Regions from separate parts of the Mus musculus genome. Here region 1 is linked to region 2. A link is a contact called in public promoter capture Hi-C data. All regions are on one chromosome and are shown on one strand. Each heading gives the region's core, a stretch centred on a gene start, on an enhancer-like site or on the middle of the called end of the contact. The rest is flanking DNA. Distances are from core to core; before and after follow the strand shown. Region 1 holds the start of Cd101 (CD101 antigen). Region 2 holds the start of Tent5c (terminal nucleotidyltransferase 5C).

What was found. Capture Hi-C pulls out chosen DNA fragments and counts their contacts.
Region 1: a contact with region 2 is called in a promoter capture Hi-C map of adipose tissue. The contact joins the promoter of Cd101 here to the promoter of Tent5c in region 2. A contact is called at or near these places in 1 of 115 datasets of contacts at active chromatin or transcription factors (pancreatic cancer cells) and 1 of 9 other capture datasets (adipose tissue).

What each region holds. Positions count from the first base shown.
Region 1 is chr3:101,027,654-101,030,813 of GRCm38.p6, reverse strand. Cd101 (CD101 antigen) reads left to right here and starts at 1,261. Exons shown (of 9, transcript NM_001167906.2): 1 at 1,261-1,361. The coding sequence starts at 1,319.
Region 2 is chr3:100,487,612-100,490,485 of GRCm38.p6, reverse strand. Tent5c (terminal nucleotidyltransferase 5C) reads left to right here and starts at 1,294. Exons shown (of 2, transcript NM_001142952.1): 1 at 1,294-1,392.

The sequences.
Region 1 (3,160 bases), core at 12-2,511, 540 kb before region 2:
CAACAGGAAGAGACAGTCAGCAACCCCTATCTACTAGGCTAGAGTATTTCCCAACTGTGCCTGATGCGCTTCTTTTTTTTTTCCCTCTAGTTGTCTCTTTGGCCCAGTACAATCCATCCTGACCTCCCCTCCTGTGCACCAACTTCTTTCTCTGCCTTTATATGTCCCATAGTATGTAAACACATTGTATTGGTGGTCATCTGATTAAAAAGGCATTTCCTGAGGATAAAGGAAAGGTTATGAATATCTTTGTATATGTGCAAGTTGTACCACAACACCAGACATGGGACGACAAAAAAAAAAAGACTGTATGTATGTATGTATGTATGTATGTATGTATGTATGTATGTATGAATGGGATGGATGGATGGATGGATGGATGGATGGATAGATGGCTGGGGTGGGTGGGTGAATGGATGGATGGATATTTGGGTGGATGGAGTGGGTGGGTGAATGGATGGATGGTGAATGGATGAATGCATGGATAAATGGATGAATGGTAGATGGATAGATGGATGGACAGAACAAGCAAGAATCTGCCTGTTACTGTGCCCTGAAACAGACTAAATTATTCCTAATCTGCCTAGGTCTGTGCTGTACCAGATCGCAGAGTCTGAGGCAGTGTCCTCAGGGATGTGATTTTGTCTTCTAGGTCTCGACCACTCAGTTACCCCGGGTTCAGTGCCAGTAGCTGCATGGAGGCACACTTCTGCTATCCTTGATCTCCAGACCCACCCTGGGAAGATAAACATCAACTCAGAGTCTGCTGGTGGTGATGATGGGAGGTGATAGCCATTGAACACTACTGTGGACCAAATACTGTTCTAAGTGCTTAAACCAATGACATTTTTTTTTTTGCAATCCTGGGGGTGGTGGTATCACACAGCTGATAACAGACTACACCCCACACTTCAGACAGCCTGCCTCTGGGACCTCCCATTTTTATACCTCATGGGGCCCCCCGAGTTCATGGATTCCAGGGGCTCCTCTCATGCTTCCTCCCTCAAGAAGGGAGCAGAACATTTCTCGATTTTTTCATTCACTCAGATTTCTGAAATTCCTTCCTCTTTAGGCAGGAGGAGCCCCAGGGTCTCCTTCATCTGTATGGGTTTCCTTCACCGTGAAGATAACTCCTTACTTCATACCCAAGTCTAAGTGACTGTAAATGCAGCCACCTTTGCTTTCTGCAAAGGTCTCTCAGTGGGCTGAAAACCACACCATAGCTTCCTCTTTACCTTTGCTGTGGCAGCACTGAATTTTGTCACTCAGCCTCTGAGCAAGTTCAGTGACGCTGCCCGAAAAAGCTGTGCCGGTCCAGATGGCATGCATCCTGTGTGTGGCATCTCTCTTTCTCTCTCTAAGTAAGTCTTATAACTTTGATGTTTCTACCATACAGGGGCTTGTCATCCAGAGGCTGCTGGGTGAGGGAGCAGGCCAAGTTGGTCTTCACAGGAAAGACTAGGTTATAGATTTCTGACTTTGTGCCAATCTTTTACTTATTGATGACGGTTTTAAGGCTTCCTTATGCATCCTTGTGACTGGGGGCAATGGAAGACTTTGTTATATCCTGGGTACCTATTGTATTTTATTTCAAGCTTGTCTTTGAGCTTTGCATGGCCCTGGCTTTACTTTACCTTCCTGGGCTGAGCATCCCGTGGGAGATGAAGAGGTTTCACTGACACACGAAGAGGCCTCAAGGGTTGCCTGATGTTAGGGTGTAACTAGATGTGTGTGCCTTGTGGATGTGACTTAGGTAGAAGAAAAAGCATTAAGAGTACCGTGTAGTTTAGGTCAAGCTAAAAGAAGGTTCTAGACTTTTTCTGAGAGCTAAAGAGAGAGACAGAGAAGGATCAGAACAATTACTTGGCTCTACTAAAGCCCATATAGGGCCTTTATCTGGCCCAGGGATACTTTTGCATATTTGAAGAGGATGGAAGAAGAAAAACTTGGAGATAAAGGGAAGAAACAGGTGAATTTAGCAGGGAACAAAATAGTTCCTTACCATGTAGAGCAGTTAACAGGCAGGCTGTGTGCCACATACAAAGATCATCTCAGTGTAACTTATAAATGCATATTATAAAATGCATAGGACTATAGTATAAACTGGCCTTATTGAAATAAAGTTATCAAAATATTTTCAGTGCCAATGTGATGGCACCTGTAATCACAGCACTAGTAGAAGCCTAAAGTAGGCCTACCTGAATTTTATAGTGAATAAACAATATTTAAAAATAAATCATAATGTGTTCATTTCCATTCTTATTTATGTGCTATACAACAAGGTCTGGAGGACCATTTTTTAATCACCAAGCTCAGAGAAGTGGTGGGTATGAAGAGAATATTCTAATATGTCTACAAAAATTGCCATATAATATGCAAGTAGCTATGGTTACACGTCTGCATCCATCACTGAAGGGAAATAGGACATTTCCATTGGAGATTAATGAGAATAAAGATTAAAGGGCTTTTTCACCCTGTTTTAAGGACCCTTGAATCCTAACTGTAGGTTGGTTCAAGTTTAAAAGTCTTGGTTCCCAGAAACTGGGTGGAGTTTGTGAAGAGACTGTGGTAGCCGGGATGAGGGAGGAACTGGGCTGAGCTACAATCGGTGTGGCTAAGGCTGTAGCTTTATAAGAAAGATGAAGGGCACGTACCATCCGGCACTAAGGTAGACCAGCAAGCTCTGGTGGAGTTGAACCAGGATCACATCTCAGTGAGCTTATGGGTGAGGATCAGACCTGGGGCCTGAGAAGAAGACAGGAAGCCTGCAAGGGGATGTATTAGGACCACATGCCAGTGACTGGCACCTGCCAGCACCCTGCCAGGTGAAGCATTGATGGACAGCACCTTGGTGGAGCCCTCATGGATTGCTGAGTCTGTGATCCTGCTGAGTCATCTGACTGAGTGTGCATGCATCATATGTGGGCACTGTGCATTTGCTTTGTATGGGAGTGAACTGCATTTATATTGCACAAGGATATAGAAAATTGTACATTCTTGTTCCAATTATTATTATTATTACATTACTAGTTTTCAGTTGTCCATTTGTTTTTGATAAGCAGGTTCAAAGGTCTAGAGGAAGCATCATAACAGTCAAAAATTCAAAAAGGAGAAGATGGTCGCTTTTCCCCACCCACTTCCATGGTTGCCTGACTTGGAT
Region 2 (2,874 bases), core at 45-2,544:
AAACTCAACAAGTGTTTATTAACGACTGCTTTCTGATTTATTTAGTACCTGGCATGAACTTTTTAGCAAGCAGTGCATGATTAATAGCTATTTCCATAATATTGATCTCACGGTTATCTCGTCCTTCCTCCCATAATACAGATGGGAAATAGTGTTTTTGGAGGATAGGTCAAGACGGTCAGTAAAGCTGGGCGTGGTAGACCACGCCTATAATCCCAGCAGTTGGGAGGTGCACAGAGGTGGATCAGTTAAAGGTGAGCCAAGGCTACTTAGAGGCCTGTCTGGGGTTCAGGAGGCATTGTCTTAAAATAAAGACCAAACCACAATAGCTTCTTGCAAGGCCTTCCGGGTAATTAAGTGGTGAAGGAGAGTTCCACAGCGGAGCCATCAACTATGTGTGTGTGAGTGAGTGAGTGAGTGAGTGAGTGTGTGTGTGTGTGTGTGTGTGAGCCATCAACTATGTGTGTGTGAGTGAGTGAGTGAGTGAGTGTGTGTGTGTGTGTGTGTGTGTGTGTGTGTGTGTGTGTGTGTGTGTGTCCCACACCTGCGAGCAGTAACAAGCAGCAAAGACCAGCGCTGCTCTCTGGAGAGCTGAGCTGCTGTGCTTAAGGCTTTGGCGATAGCTTCCCGGGATCGCCAATTGCACACAGGTGGTCCGCGCGGCCACAGCTGCTTCCTTCCCCCCAGGACCACGACCTCACCTCCAGCCAATTTGTTCGAGGAATCAGAAAGATTTTTCCAGGGCCCACCTAAGAGTTTTCCGACTTCACAAACACCGCGCGAGGCAGGCGTGGGCTTCCACTCCCGGCTCCCGGAAACCAGAGAGCACTGGGGCGAGGAGCGCCTAAAAGTTTGAAAGAAGACGCGCCCGCCAGGGAGCAAGCGGGGTAGAGGGAAGGACAGTCTAGGCAAGGGAAAGCTAAAGAAGACGGCAGAGTGGAGCGGAGAGGACAGAGGAAAATTGTGCCCTCAACCCCAAAGTTAGTTCGCCGCCCACAAAGCACCTCTCTATTGCGCCTGCGCAACGCTGCCTCTTGGTCACCCCGCCCCTTTGCGCCGCCCGAGGTTTACTCGTCTCTCGGCAACCATTGACCCGAGGAGCCAATCAGAGGGCGGCGTTCGTCCGGCCCCCCGCCGTCAGCGCGGGGCGCAAGGATCCCGCGGGGCCCCGGCCGGCGCGCCCCGCCCTGGCTCCCCCGGGAGGCCGGCCGCGGGGCGGGGGCAGGGGCGGGGAGGCGCGGGGGAGTGGTCAGGCCGGTTAAGATCGGAGGGGGCGGCGGCCGGACCGCTCACTCGCCGCAGCTGTCTAGGGGCCGCAGTCTCCGCTCCGCTCCTGCTGGGGGCTGCCCACGCCAACCACCTGCCTCAGTCACCTCCTCTTCCAACGCCCAGGTGAGTCCACACTCCCCTCCTCCGCAGGTGGGAGGATGCTGCTGCGGTCCTCCGGGGCGGGGGGGGCGGGGGGGGCCGCGCTTTCCCGCTTAGGGTCAGTCCCGGCAGAGCCTGGTGGCATGCCCCGGGGATGGAGGAGAGATGCCAGCAGGTGTCAGGACCCGCCTGGCTCCCGCGTCCCTCACGCAAACTTTCCTCTGTGAAGGAGGCAAACTTTTCGGAGACCGTGGCCGGGCTTTGGCAAACTTGGGCGAGTTCCTGCTGCCCCGGCAGCCGGAGTGTAGGGGGCTCTTTCCCTGCACCTAGTCGGTGCTCCGGCTCTGAGCTGCGCCCCTGTGGCGCGCACACCGAGCCCGGAACCCGGGCGATTTTGAACCCCGCGGTTTTGGCGGCGCAGATGAAGACGCAGCGGTCGGGGCTAAAGCCTGGCCGGCGAGGGGAGGGCAGTTTCCTGGGCTCGGTGCCCGGGATGGCGGCTGAGATCCTTCTCCCTTTGGGACTGTGGACACCCAGCGCGGCCAAATGATCGAAGCTGCGCGTCTCTCGGAAACTTCTCGAGAATTCAGCGGCTGTGAAACCTGGTTCCTCCCCTTTGGGGATCGAAAGTCGCTTACTGCGTAGGCTGAAAGCCATGTAGTCAGTCCGTTGACTCTGATAGCGGTGCTGTCGGTGGCTTAGAGGCGCGGCTCCCGGATCGTCCGGGTCAGGGAACTTCTTTAGCGCAGTTTGCGAGGAGGGTGAGAGCCTTCTCCATAGGAAGAAGTTGAGGAACCTGCAGTACCAGCTGGTAGCCTTTACACCTAGCGCGGGCAGGCTGGAGGGCAGGAGACCGCAAAGTCCTGGAGGGCTGGTGAGGAAATGCCTAGTTGGTTTTTCAAGAACGCAAAACTTCCACCAGCATCGATTGTCATCCCTAGGTGGTCTAGGCCTCTTTTCTCTCCTCTCAACCTTTAATGTGGAGAAACCGTTCAGAGCCCGGACCCAAGTCTTAAGCCCCTCCCTCAATTGAGGATAAAGTGCTTACAACGAAAGATTTAATAGACTTACTGATTTTTTAAGAATAGCTGTGTATGTAATAGTTTGAATTATGACGAGTTTGGTGTTCTGGAAATAAAGTTAAGATGGTCAAATCCTCCTAAATTAGGTCCCCAGCTGCCCCGCTACTCTGGGAAGGAGGGTGACGGTGGCCATTGCTGGCTACAACAACTTCCACTGTAATTTGCTTGGCAAGGCAGCGAGGGAGCCAGAAAGCTAGCCAGGCAGCCAAGAGGGTGGTAGGAAGGCTTACCAAGAATTCTATCTTGCTGGAAGTCACCAGAGGTGTGATTGTTTTTCCACATCTTACCCCGCAGTCGAAGGGTGTGGGGTGAGGAGTAACGAAGAGCCACTTTTCTCTCCCAGCTGCTACAGCTGGACCACCAGTGGTCCTGTCCTCTGCTGGCCTTGTTTGTGGGGATGGAGGGCTTAGTATCTTAGTATCCG